Regions from separate parts of the Zea mays genome. Here region 1 is linked to region 2. Evidence: chromatin contacts called from public Hi-C data. All regions are on one chromosome and are shown on one strand. Each heading gives the region's core, a stretch centred on a gene start, on an enhancer-like site or on the middle of the called end of the contact. The rest is flanking DNA. Distances are from core to core; before and after follow the strand shown.

Region 1 (7,322 bases), core at 2,858-5,357, 470 kb before region 2:
ATCAATTATAGGAAATGTTGAGGTCATTTCCCTTTCACCGCCCACCACGGGCACATCTGATAGCCTCTAGCTTGCATGCCATGAAGAGGTAGCTAGGTCCTACCGATTGCGCCACCATGTCATCACCAGGAAATCACCGCTCGGCCGCTAACAGTCGCACAACCACCACGCCGCCAGCAACAGCAGAGCAAGCCGCCATCAGTCGTGCCACCATGGCACCCCCGATAAGACAAAAGCAGTCCAAGCCAAAAGCCACATCGCCACCCCCACGTCGACGCGCTACGCCCTTCACCCACACACCACTATGACTCCGACGAGCACAGCCACCGCGAGGGTCACACTCCCGCCATCAGGAGCGGCGGTCCCATATCCGCGCAATAGGGCCGCAACTATCGGCTACGACGCGGATCCAGTCGGACCGCCAACAGTCGCTGCTCCGCGAGCAAGCAAGACCACCGTCATCGCGCCTCTGTCTGCGATGCTCACGCGGGCACACGGCTCCACCATGGTCACCAAGAGCACGCCCTAGCCACGTGTTCCCTCCCCGTGTGGATCAAGTCGCACGCGATTCCAACTGGGCAGATGCCTCGCCGCCGCTGTCCTGGGGCCCACGCGGGCATCCCGGCCAACCCCTTTGGAAGTGATGAGACGGAGAGAAGGGGGGAGTGGGGCGGCGGCTAGGGTTTGGTGCCGCCCGAGTCACCCACGCGAGGATACTCTATTGCTAGTTGTCACATTCACGCACTGATTCAATCAAATAGTTTATGTTGTAAACATATTTTTGTTACATTGAACAATTTCCCATTCAGGTTCAATCAATGTATTTTTCAGCACTGCCGCTGTTCTGGATTCCATAATTACACAAATCCAACTGAATCCCCCTTCTAGCTTACTATATCAAACAAACAATTGTATAAATAACTCGCTAAATGAATGCCGAACTTTGTGATGACTTTCTAGTTTCTTCTGTACTTCTCTATTCAGATCACCGTTCCCAGATTTTCAGCCTCTTGGTAGCGAATAGGTCGTTCTTGGTACCGCAACAGCTTTGCAAACTGAAAATGACCCAAAAAACTGGATGCATTAGCCTTACTATTTAGTTAAAAACCCAGCACGCTACTTGCCATGAATTCGTCAAAATGGTACCTGAGATGCTTTGAGATCAAGCTCATCCCATTCAAAAGATGGGTTTGTACCTTCAACGATCCCCGCACCGGCGTACACCAGAGTGCTGTGACCCTGGAACCAAAGTTCGTTTTGTAACTATAAAATCTAACAATTTCGAATCTGTTCAAGTTTAAAAAAGATTTGGAGTTCGGTTTACTTTTCCAAGTAACGCTGATCTAATCCCGACAGCGAACTCGCACTCAGCTCCTCCAAGCCAGCCAACAGGACCAGCATACATTCCACGGTCAAAAATTTCTGTCAGAATATCCAAAAACCTAGTTAGTATGTGTCTAATTTCAGAAAGGCTATGTTCGAACAGAATAATCAAATTTGAGCATACCACAATCCCGTATGAATTGGCGTGCCTCTTCAGTGGGCAAGCCACAAACAGCTGGACTCGGATGGAGGGTGTTTAGAATCTCAAACTGCATCGCCAGCACAAGTTGCTATCGTTACCTTATATGATGTTCACCCAACTCAAGTAGTAGAAGTTTTGTCATAGGTCACCTCATCATCTTCGTTCCTTATTCGCGCAGCTAACTGCGCTGACAGATGCTGGACTCTTGGAAGTTTCCGCAGAGCCTTGCTGGGATGGACAACCACCTCATCACAGATCATCTGCAGATCAGGTTACAGATGCTAGTTCAGTAAATTGCAGGAAACCATACTCTTTCCCCCAACAACCAAAAAAAAAATGCATTCGAGATGTATCAGTATCTCTAGAACTCAACTTGCCTCCAGCTTGTTCTTGATGCTGTCCCGTACTATAGTGAATTCGATGTCCTCTTTGCTACTGCAAGAAGAAAAAAAACATGTATGAGTACTCGCTCAGTTTTTAGTACAAGGTGTTGATCTGAAGCTGACTCCCTCGATCACAGTAAGTTACAGATCCTAAGGAGGGAAAGGAACCTTAGAAGCAAATCCTGACCGATTTGAAAGTCATCTGCCCTTGTCTTCCCTCTTGCCCGAGTACCAGCTAGAGCCTCGCTGGAAATGTTCAAGTACTTCCGATGAAATAGTTGCTCTGGCTATTCAGAATGTTTGCATGAAATGAACATTAGTTAGAAGAAGAAAAAAGCTATATAGCATTGTCGTTACATCCATTTGTTTTTCTCACTAAATAGAAGGGGGGAAAAAACAAAAGTGTGCGGTGCTGATTTTGAAGAATAAAAATAAAAACAAACAAGAACACAGTAAACATACGCTATTTCCGACAAACGCAGGAGCACCCGGTGGCTGTATGCAGAATTGATAAGCATTTTGGCCCTCAGCCTGCATAGTTAGATTACAGAGTGTCAATGCAAATGTCAATGCAAGTGTCAGTAATGTATTTTCAGAAATGTCAATGCAAATGTCAATGCAGAATTGATAAGCATTTTGGCCCTCAGGAACACAGTAAGCATTTGAGAAAGCATGCAGACCTTCAAGCAAGCCAGCAGTTCCACAGGGTCAATGCAAGTGTCAGTAATGTATCTGCTACACCTTGCCAGTACAACCTGTAAGAAAGAAGGTAGGTAACTCCATTCATATTTTCAGATACGCTCTAAACAAATAGAGAACAAAAAACGGCTTACCTTTACCAATTCTCTTTGCCTGCCCTTGATCATATGGAGAGCTTTAGTAACTGCAAGATCCCAAGACGCCTTGGTCGGGACATGATTGAGACTTACGATGGCTGTCTGTAGGCTGGCCTTGTTCGCTTGAACAGAAGAGCAAGGCGATATCTGAGGGAAAAAAAGTACTACAGGCTGTTACAGTCTTCTAGCAGACGGTTAAAAAACCGGACGACGAGGAACGCGCAACACCTTTCGCAGAGTCGATTGGAGCTCCTCCACGGCGTTGTGCCATGTCCATGAGAGCGAGTCGTCCCACGCGATGGTCGTCGCGAGGACTGAGCTCTCCTCGAGCTCATTGAACTCGACCTGCACCAACATACTTGAGACGTTTCGCAAGCAAAATTCAGAGCAAGATGGACAAATGAGGTTTAGCAGTTGCAGATCGAGCAACTTACTTGAGGAACAACGAAGTAGAATGAGCCGTAGTCCTCCCATTCAACGGAAGCGTCACTCGTGGCGTCGAAACGGATGGCGCCATATGCGCGGACCAGTGGACAGTCCCTTGGAAGAAATCTTCATAGGTACACGAATTCGCAAGCGTAACAAGCAGCCAGGTTCAGTATCGACCGTACCAAAACATGGCAAATTCAGAAAATAAGACGATTACCTCTTGATTGCGCGCCAATCAGCTAGAGAAAAGGGCTCCGTCCCTCGGAAGAAGACCGCCGAACCCACGCCCGCGACACTCACCGGCTGCTGCCGATGGACACTGCCGTTGCCGTTGCCGTTGCCGGCGAGGGCGGGCGCGTCGGGCAACGGCGCCCGGGCCGAGAAGAAGCAGCGGGGCAGCGTGGTCTGCGCGTGCAGCCACTCCACGGCGTCCACCCGCTGCGTGATGGGCACCTCGATGCGGATGATGCCGGAGGGCGCGGCCGGTGGCGCTGCGTTGGACCAGAGCGCGTCCACGGCGGCCCTGAGCCGCCCCACTGCGTCGTGCGGCGCCGGCGCGGCCGGCAGCGCCCGCGTCTCGCGCACGCACACCGCGCCGCGGTCCCCGGCGCCCGGCGCGCACCCGTTCATGGACAGCGAGCACGACAAGCGCGCCCATCTCCCCACCTGTGATGCATGTGCACGTGCAAAACATATCAGCGCACGGTCCGCCTGCGTAGGTGACCAAGACCAGAAAAGGCCGAAAGGATCGGAAACGAGGAGCATGCCGTGGTGGCGGACGCCGGGCGCGCGGCGAGCAGCCGGCCCGGGGAGTAGCGCGAGGAAGACGGTGGCGGCATCGGTGCGCGGCGCGGGCGGGCCGGACAGCACGGCGCGCAGGAACACTAGCAGTGCAGCACAGCGGCACGCGCACGTCGCGCCTCCTTCGTGAGTCGCGAGAAGAGATAAGAGAAGATCCGCATGGGGATAAGTGGCACAACCGTTATTCGCTGCTCATGGCGTGGGCACGTGTGCCAATTAGGGATGTTTCTAAAACATCCGACTTGTATCACAAATCTAATATTTTAATATAGATATACATAGAATTTAAAGATAATTTTTGGCAATGTTATTAAGAATATTACGAAGTATTTAAATAAATTTTTATATAATTTTTTATGTACATTATTTTCTCTCTACAATAAAAAAGGTGAAAAAACATTTAAATCCGTATTCGAATAGACATCCGAATTGTATATCAATTATTTAAAAAGATATATAATGAATTTAATGTTAGTTTTTTGTGAAGATTAATAGTCTCAATACTAAAAATAAGAATATAAATTTACATAGCAAATTCTATATGTTATTTGTTCACAATCGAAGAAACAAGACCGAAAATTTGACATCCGAATAAATATCCGGATCCATCCCTAGTGCCAATGTCACGCACAAAATGGAATTTATGGTCCGTTAGCTCCATTTGTACTAAACTTTACTCTACGTTTTAATTCTTTTTAGAGGCTAAATTGTTAAACATAAGTACTAAGGGAGCGTTTGTCAGAGCTCTCATAGCTACACTCCCAGCGAGAATCACTTTTAGAAAGTCAAACGGATAAAAATTAAGTTGCTCCATAGTAGAGAGTGGGAGCTAAAAAAATCTGCTTCCCGCTGTTCCCAACCTACTCCCCACACTCCAACCCCTCAGGAATCATTTCACACATAATTTGTCGAATGGTTTTCGTCAAATAGATTCACTTCTACTTAAGAATCATTTGGAATTACTCTATTGGCCAATTAGCTCTCGGAGCTAGAGAATCATGGAGAAGAGCTCTCCAAACGAGGCCTAAATACTTCTACTCTCTGATTCCTTGAAATATGGACTAAGAAAACTAAAAGTCAAATTAGACAACATGTCAGGTCTACTCGCCATGTCGTCGCCATGCTCATCTCCATGCCACCACCGCCGCTCCTTCCCACGCCGACGACCCTACTCCTCTGTCCTCTCCATGTCTATAGCCCCGCTCCTCTCGATGTCGTCGCCTCTACCCGACTCCATGCCATCAACCCCACTCCTCTCCACGATGTCTCCCTCTCCTCCCCCACAAGGCTACACCTTCAACCCCCCATTCCCTGCTCTTCCCCACGTTTGCAAACCCCACTCCTCCCCACACATCCACCCTCGCTTGTTCTCTTCCCCACGCATGCAAACCCCACTCCCCCCACGTCGTCACCCCTGCTTGTTTCCACGTCATCGACCCAACTCCCCCACGATGGCCTCCTACTCCCCACACCAAAGACCCCCCTTGCCCACGCTTGCAACCCCCACTCCTCCCCACACATCCACCCCGCTCTCCCCACACCGCTGACCCCCTCTCCTCCCCACGTCGCCGACCTTCACTTCTCCACATGCCACTGCTCTTGTTCCTCCCCACCATTGACCCCACTCCACCATGGACACACGACTTCTTTTCTCGAGTTTTTTAGTCTTTGTTTGTGTATTTTAATTGACTTTAGTCTCTAGATCCAAATATAGTAGACTAAAATTTAGTCTTTCAACTAACTTTAGTTCAAGGACTAATGGAAAAAACATGCCCTTACTCCATGTATGTTTAAGATTGTTTTGAGACATGTGTAAAAAATATCATTTTGAATAAAGGAATTAGTATGAATCATATTAGGATTTTACTAAAATCAGTCTAGTTTTATTCAAAAAATGTTTCTGGCAAACGATTTACAAATGGAGCAACGACCAACACGGAGATGCTCCCAAACAAGGTGGCACAAGTAGAGGCTGCCGGACTCAATGAGGAAGAAATAGCGCTTGTAATAAAGCGCTTCAAGACTGCATTGAAGAGACGCAAGGACTGCCCCAACAAGAACAAATCAAGGATGAATCGCTCACGCTTCAAATGCGGTAAGACTGGTCATTTTATTGCTCAATGTCTCGAGAATGAGAATGATCATGTACAAGAAAAGAAAGGGATGAAGGAGAAGAAGAAATTCTATAGAAAGACAAAAGGTGAGGCACATATTGGCAAGGAATGGGACTCGGACTGCTGCTCATCTGACTCTGATGATGAAGGACTTGTTGCCTCCGGCTTCGACAAGTCCTCTTCTTCCCCAACGAGCATCACACTTGTCTCCAACAGTTCTTAATTCTTAGGTTATTAACTTTTTGAAAATTATACTAACTCGATAGTAAATTCATCATTTCTATCACTTAAATCATTTAAAATGCATCACTTGTATACATATACGAACTCAATGGCAGACAAGTGAGTTTATGGTGTAATTGATGAGTAAAACAGGCTATTGGAAGTGTGAAATAACTCTCTAAGTTTAGAGTCTGAGTGTCTGTTTGGCAAAGCTTCGGCTCTGGCTTTTCTCTAGAAAAAGCTAGAGCCCTGCCAAACACCTTTTTAAAAAATGACTTACTAAGAAAAGCACTTAAAAGCCGGAGCCATTTTTGTACGACGAAGAAAAAGCCACAAATAGTAGCTTCATCAGCTCTAGCACTTTAATACATGAAAATAGCTATGGCTCTAGGGTAAGGCGTTTCTGGCAAACGATTTACAAAATGGTTTCAACTCTATAAAAAAAGTTTCTTTTCAGAAAAAAGTTAAGTTCTGTTTTTGGCAAATCAAAGCTATGCCCAATGGACCTCAAATATGAATATTTAAGAAGTTGATATATTTAAGAATCTTATTTAAGAAAATGTTAGAGCATAATTTTTTTGTTACTGACACCTTAAATTAAATTTAGGGAAGTTTTTGGAACCGGTGTAGATGCTCTAACTAGGTCATACTATTAAAGGTGCCCTAGTACCAATTCATATAATACCAAACATAACGTTGACAACCAATTGCATTCAGAAGTGAACGCATCTAAGCATAAACTGATTGGAATTTATGACATGAATTAAGTACAACACCAACAAAAAAACACATCAAACGATTGGATAAAACCCCGACACTACAAGACAAAATATATCAACCGATGACAAAGGGGTGTTTGTTTCAACTTATGGGGTGTTTGTTTCAACTTATTTACACTTCTGACCACAGCTGTTGTAAACTCTCAAACGTCTGGCTTCAGTCTACTTTTATGAGAATCGATTTGATAAAAACTATCTAAAATTAACGTGAATACAAAATCGGTAAGTCGCGA
Region 2 (7,330 bases), core at 845-3,344:
ATATCGGGATATATCGTGTCAAATAGCATAACTTTTCACTGCTAAAAAGGCTATATTGGGATATATCGGCCGTTGTAACCGGATATTTAAAACCTTATTTCAGAGTAAGATCCATCATATGCTATAGCAGTACTAGTTCAAGATCAAACATGGAAACTTCACCAGTCCCTAGACTGAAGCTGCAAATTGTTTTTACATTTTCCAACCTAAAACCATCAACCAGCATTTTATGGAAAGATACTTATACTTACTGAGCTGAAAGGGTATGCCCCCAGTATTATATGTAATGGTCTGTGACATGACAGGTGTGCACTCAGGCTGGATCACATACAATGTACGACCAGAGAAAAATGCAGGCTCTAGCAACTGTGTGTACCATGGCTGTGTATCTGAGCCCTAGGACAAAATGAAGCCAACGATAACCACATAAACCAAAACATGAAGCAGCAAAATTTACAGGCGGGTTACTTGGTTGGTAATTGAGGGAGCTCACAGCGACTATCTTGGAGAAGAGATCCAGTAAATCTGTTGCATTCAAAGACGGAGAAAGGACAGGAAACAGCCCTCTTGATATAGCTGACATTTCGAAAACATTTACTCAAGGATTACGAACATAGTCACCAAAGTGTAAGCATTTCAAAGTGTGTTTTAACTGTACTATGACAAGCACATACCTTCTGCAACCGCTCTGTCCTTCCCAGTGACAAGGACAGTTGCAGGGCAAGACCAGGAGTCACGGCAAAATGGATCAGGCAAATCATTAAACGGTTGGGAGAACGTCCTTGCAGCCCGGAAATCAGCACGGGGGATCTGAATCAGGGCTGGCCACTGTGGCGGGCTGGGAATCGGACAGCTCCCCACCTGATCCAGCGTCGAGTACTGAATGCCACACTCTTTCCTTACGCACCTTCCGTTGGCACTGGTCTCGAGGCAGACGCAACCGCATTTGTACTTGGGCTTGTCAAGCTCGCTGTTGATGACGTTCTGGAGCACGATGAGAAGCACGCAAATCAGGATTGGGAAGAAAGTGATGCCGATGTTTGTCTTGAGGTTCCGTTTCTGCAATGAGGACAATATAAAAATCAGGCGCTGCCCATGGAGACGTAACGAGCTTTGGCTGTTTGGCATTGCTTCATGTAAAAAAACATATTATAAGCACTTCAGCACTTGTTAAGAAAAAAAACTTGGCCAGTGAAGGAATAATCGTCCTGCCGGTATAATGCCTAAGGTCGGGAGAGAATGACATTGTAACACGAGAGCGGATAAGGTACAACAAAGGTAGTTTTTAACCACACTAAAAAATTCGTCTCCCAGTGAAATCGAACTTTGGGTCTTCAAGGTGATATTTGGAGCTTTTAACCGCCAGGCTAGAGCAGCACTTGTTGCGAAACTGGTATCAAATGCAGAGCGTGCAATGCACTGGATAAATTCCAAAGAATAAAGGAAAACGAAAATTTAACTAGAATAATCTGTAGCATTTTTTGCTTGCCCACTGGGCATTTATCATGCTGATGTACCCTTTGCATTCACAGGAGAAGAAAGGCCAACACACCAAAGGCTACCTACCCGCCTTGGTTCACCTAAAACACCACGCACACAGATTGGACCCAACCCAGAGACAGAGACCGCACAAGATCCTCTGAAATCGAAACATATGAGACTCGAGCAGCTCTTTGCTGATCAAACAGGTGCTTCTATCCCCCTCAAGGTCCGCCAAAGGAAAATCCACGAGCACCTCGCAGGCGGGACGAGCTGAACTACGTCTATAGATTAAGTGGAAGGGAAGCGGGAAAAGATGAAGTGGGGGAAGAGCGGTGGTGCCTGTACCTGAACGCAGAGGTTCTTGCGGAGGAGGGCGTTGGCCTGCGTTGCGAAGCTCGCGGGACCCCTCGGGGAATCCATGGCCGGGCGGGCGGCGGCGAAGGAAGGAGAGCCGTGAAGACGTTCAGAAAAAAAAGGCGAATCCGGGTGTAGATGGAGACGTCAGGGGCGGATACGTTCCACTTTACCCGCTTTTATATGCTTTACCCCTCGACTCTTGCCTCCCGCCAAGCGGTTGAAATTCCACAAAACGAAACCCCGAAAACACCTCCACGTTCGGTTCGGTCTCGACATAGATAAACTCGAGGATAAGTGCAACCGAACAAGATTTTAGGGATAAGTGCACACTGTAATATTATTGGTGTTACAATAACTAAAACTTAGACATAACATTATGTATGTTACACGTAAAGTGCATCCACTAGGCTAAAATCTCAAAACAAGTTATTATGTGATGACTTGAAGTGCTTCTTAACCCTAAAACAGGGTACTTAACCAAGGGATAGAGGTGTGTAGGTGTGTGTGATACTAAATTAAGTATTATCTCAAAAGTTAGTGGAATGTTCATATGAGGCTAAACTTGGTGGATTTGAGTGGCACACAAACCCTAGAACACTCAAAACCCTAATAAGAGCCCTAGAAACCCTAATTTGTGATCTATGATATGCGATCAATTTCTATACACTTTTGGACCAAAGTGCATGTATCAAAGTGGTAGAGTATAAAAAACTAAGCAACTTTTACATTGGAAGATTTTCATGTGTAGTGGAACAAATTGGAGTAATTTGTAAAAAGCCCCAATGGCACCATATGGCCTAACTCTGAAAAACAGTGTGATTAGGTCAAGTTTGTGCCTTTGTATCTCTTAATCCATGAAGATTTTGCCCTAGGTCATTATAAAAAACTTGTAGAGCTATCTTAGTAGTTCAAGATTGATTAAGTGTCTAAGCCTTGGAGCTATATGGGAATTGGAGAAAAATGGACTAAAAGTCAGGTTGTTAGTCGGATCAGGCACTGAAGTTTGACTGACAGTGAACTCCGATGAACTTTGGAGCCAATTTGAGCTTGATCGGGTGAGCAAATGACCAGGGTTCCTATGACCGAATTGAAGCTGGTACATAGGTTAATAACTTTGATGTAATCCGGTCAATAGCTCATCACACAGAAATTTAAGAAAAACACCCCTGAACTTGCTCTGTCATGCGCACTGAAGGAAGTTTGCGATAGTATAGTAACTGAACAAGATCACTGATTCAATGAATCTCGTCGCCGGGAACCCACGCCGTGATTCACGCCGGCCGTGCGATTCGTGCTCTGTGGCACGCGGATAACGACTTGCGGTAAAAGATTTCGGCACGGGGATGAGCTTGGGCAATGTTACTGCTCAGTTCGCCGTACCCACTTGCGCAACGACGTGGCCGGACGGTCATCGTCGTGGTGATCACCGTTTATCGCGATTGCGCCACATCGTGACCCTTTCACCACATAGCTATGATCGTGGCAAGCTTAGAATTACCATCCTCGAGCCGTTGTATCAGTGAGTGCCACGATAGTTGCTCCGGTGACTCATTCTCCCATCACCGCGAGCACTTCTTCGTTCAAATTCGTCGTACTCGAGGTCACCCTCTATAAATTGAGTGTTCGGTCTGCTCCGCTAACTTTTTACGAAGCCAAAGCACCGCTCCTCGCCCATGATTAGCCACCGTAGCCCGCAAATTTGGATTTTCCCCCAAATCGGTCTGCAACGTCGCCGTGAGACACCCCACCGTGGCCAACCATCCTCAGGTCCGTTCATCCCCTTCTGTGTCGTGTTTAAGCATCCTTGACTATTAACGTTGCTCATCACCTAACCAATTGAATGCTACCGCACTGGATCATCGAGAACACCTTAGCCCGTCCTCGGTTTTCGTCGTTGTCGTGGGCAAGGGGATTTTAGGTTAGATTAGTCTAATTAGGGCATGGACTAGGCTCGCCTGGGATCGGGGATGCTGATCTGACGCTCGGTTTCGACAGTCGTCGCCATTTGAGGTGAGTCCCAGCGAGGGGGTGGTCGGTGGACGACGGCGTCGTCGCCAGGGACCCGGTTGGTGAAGAAATAGAAACCCAAGGGTTTAAGTGAACATGTCAGTGAGACATGTGAATAGGGTCTAGGGATTCTTTGCAGGATTTTCAAAAGGCCAAGGGCCTCTGTGCAAAGTCGCCAGCGCGGACGCGCGCGGGAGCTTTTCCCCGTTCGCAGGCTGACTTGGGCCGGATTCAGCCCATCGCTGTTCATTTTTTTCCTTTTCATTTTACTGCCAGATTAGAAAATGTGTAGAAAATAGTAGAAAAATGATAAAATTATAAGACCAATTTTTCCAGACTCCTAAAATCATCTAGTATTTAATAAAAATAGTTCCAAGATTTTTATCCCAAGCCTGGAATTATTTAGTATTTAAAGATGCTCAAACCAAGCCTTTTAGAATTTTAGAAATAATTTAGTAGCTCCAAAAATAGTAAAACTTTTTGGGTAGGCTTAGTATGATGATTGAAGACCTTGAGTGAAATTTGAAATGATTTGGACATTGTTTGGTCACAAACCCAATAACTAGCCTTCTAGAGTTAATTTACTTAACCCTAAAATAATATTAACATAGGAAGCCCTAGTAATTAGTAGGTACCGTGAAGGAAAGTTGTATTCAAGATACAACTTAGTATGTTTCTACTATGTAACTGCATATTCATAACATCACATAAGCATTCATGTACATGTACTGTCGTGTATAGAAAACGAGGAAGAGATTGTGGTTGAAGAAGAAGTTGTCACTCCAGCTGAGAATCCTCCAGCCGAGAATAACATATACTTTGACATCTGTGGAGTAGACCCGGAACCTCCTGCAACACAAGGCAAGCCCCGGTGCATTTACCCCTTTCCTTGTTGTTTTAAAATCTTTATCACCTTATATGATGCATTAGGTGATAGGAGTTGTGTGCTAAACAATTGATGCATTTCCTTCCTTAGAAAATTGGTCACCATTCCTTGATTCCATTTTATAAAAAGGATTTTTATGAGGCTTAGACTTGCTTTAGAGAACAAAATGTTTTGTTTTGAACAAAAGGTGATGCTTCACATGAGATGGGATTTTACAAAGAAAAGACTTGTGATGGTGAATCCATCATGGCAGTGATGGATTCAACATCTGAAAAGATGTACCTCTGCCAGGTACCAAAGTTTGGGTTTAAAATGATAAAGACAAGACCGAGTTTTCGAACCCATGTTGTATTAGTTGATGAAACAACCGAGTTCTGCTGTTTCTGCTCAAAGGTGGTGCCGAAGCAGGAGGAAGATCACTAAACTTGTTTGGGGGAGGGTGTTTTGCCTCCCAATAATGTAAATAATAAGTTCCACACTCAAACACCCGATTATGTAATAAATACCCTTTCTATATTTTGGTATGAATGTAAATTATATTATTGTAATCCTTTCTGCTCATTTTTTCTCCGATTTTGTGTAATGTCTGCGTGATGGGTTAAGCGCTCTTAGGCGATTTGATGAAGATACAGATAACCGAACTTGTCGAGTCATTATGCGCACCTGCATGACTGTCTGAGGTCCTTAGGATAAGGACATCTATAGGTGGGCCTACTACCTTGGGAGGTTCCGTCACACACATTGTCCACCATTTGCATGATGAAAGTAATAATGATGGTATTGATTTACCTTTTTTCATTTAAGATGTGTTTGGTGGATGTACAAGAAAAAATGGAAGAAGACGGCTACATTTTCTATAATGTTTAGATGAGAGTCACGTGGGGCAAGATGAACATCGAAGCAACTTTTGGTGGCAGCGTGATCCCAAAAAATTGAGGGGACGGTGTCGCCCCCGTCTCATCCTACTTTGATCTCAAACTAAACACATCTTTAGATTCGCATCCTTAGATTCGCATGAGACAAATTAAATCGGGTTAGCACTTCTTGACCTCACACATTAGCAGATTATAGCCTCTTTAATAGGGCTCTTACTTCTCTAAAAACATCTTTAGCTCTTCTGGCTTCTAGCTTTTCTAGATGAGCCAGAGTTGTTTGTGAAGTTGTTCGACTGCTTTTATAGCAGCGCCACTGCTCACTATTTATACAATGTTTTGTATATGCACATGTCAGCAATAGCAGCTCGAGCGACTAGCTTAAAGCCAGCTGAACAACTTGTGTAATTCGTTTGGCAAAACAACTTACCTTATATTTCTTTCGAATGGTGTATGAGAAAAGTATAGGACAAGTCAGTAAAACCACGTTGGTTATGTTCCTAAAAAGGGTAAGAATGATGTTGCAAAGCAAAATTCCATATTTATGAAGGAATGTGACAAAATGTGTCACAAGCGCCACAAGAAGGGACATATCAAGAAAAATTGTCATAAGTCCAAGAATGTATCCTCCATGCATCTTGATCATTGCTATGTCCTTACTCATAATGCAAATGGGATGCTAAATTTGTTGGTACCTCAATTGTTGGCAATAAAAAGAAAGCCATTTGGGTGTCAAATACCTTAGTCACTAACATCCAAGGGTCCAAACAAGTTTGGGTACCTAAAAGAGATTGATTTCCTTTTTGTAGGTGAACTGCAAGGCGTGAGGGAATCATTGAGTGTTGGATAGTGGGTGCACTCAACACATGACCGGGGATATGAGGATGTTCACCCAAATGAGTGAGAAAGGTTGCTTGAATTATGATAGCATCACATTTGAAGACAATCACAAAGGAAAGGTCAAAGATTTAGGTAAAATTGCTATCTCAAATGATCATTCCATATCAAATGTGCTTTTGGTTGAGTCTCTATATTTCAATTTGCTATTCGTAGCTTATGTGATTTAGGATTTAGTTCCAATTTTACCGTTGATGATGTTCTTATCTCTAGTGTTGATGGTAGCAATCTTATGTTTAAAGGTTTTAGATATGAAAATGTTTATCTTGTTGATTTTTCATCTAGTGAGGTAAAGCTTACAACTTGTCTATTTTGTAGGGCTTTACTAGGTTGGTTATGGCATAAAAGACTTGGTCATATTGGTATGAAACAATTCAATCAATTAATCAAACATGACTTAGTCCGTGACTCGAAAGATGTGAAATTTCAAAAGAACAAATTATGTAGCTCTTGTCAAGCCGGGAAGCAATGGCAAATACACATCCACATAAGAGTCAAATGTTAATTCATTGACCATTGAAATTACTTCATATGGATCTTTTTGGACCAACATGTTTTGTAAGTATTGGTGGTAATTCTTATTTCCTTTCCATTGTGGATGACTATTCAAGATTCACTTGGGTTTATTTTCTTTGTTATAAGTCTAATGTATTTGAAACATTCAAGTCGTTTGCTATATTGGCCCAAAATCAATTTGAATTTGATGACAAGAAAGGTAGAAGTGATAATGGGTCAAAATTCAAAAATCATAGAATTGATGAATATTGTGATGACAAGGGAATTAAACATGAATTTTCTTCCAAGTATACACTAGAACAAAATGGTTTTG

The links. A called contact is a pair of places that touch in the nucleus more often than the background predicts.
Region 1: a contact with region 2 is called in a Hi-C map of leaf, with 3 times the contacts expected there. The contact joins the promoter of LOC100275708 here to the promoter of LOC103632635 in region 2. A contact is called at or near these places in 4 of 25 Hi-C or Micro-C datasets (ear, leaf, leaf mesophyll and 1 more).

The regions. Positions count from the first base shown.
Region 1 is chr7:102,146,771-102,154,092 of Zm-B73-REFERENCE-NAM-5.0, reverse strand. LOC100275708 (Isochorismate synthase 2 chloroplastic) reads right to left here and starts at 4,107. Exons shown (of 14, transcript NM_001149738.2): 1 at 3,941-4,107; 2 at 3,391-3,839; 3 at 3,179-3,296; 4 at 2,973-3,089; 5 at 2,742-2,891; 6 at 2,589-2,663; 7 at 2,371-2,439; 8 at 2,077-2,195; 9 at 1,903-1,960; 10 at 1,675-1,785; 11 at 1,508-1,592; 12 at 1,325-1,422; 13 at 1,147-1,239; 14 at 753-1,055. The coding sequence starts at 4,012. The coding sequence ends at 981.
Region 2 is chr7:101,678,746-101,686,075 of Zm-B73-REFERENCE-NAM-5.0, reverse strand. It overlaps LOC103632635 (ABC transporter A family member 7), which reads right to left and starts at 2,094. Exons shown (of 18, transcript XM_008654382.3): 1 at 1,828-2,094; 2 at 675-1,059; 3 at 494-576; 4 at 252-396. The coding sequence starts at 1,902.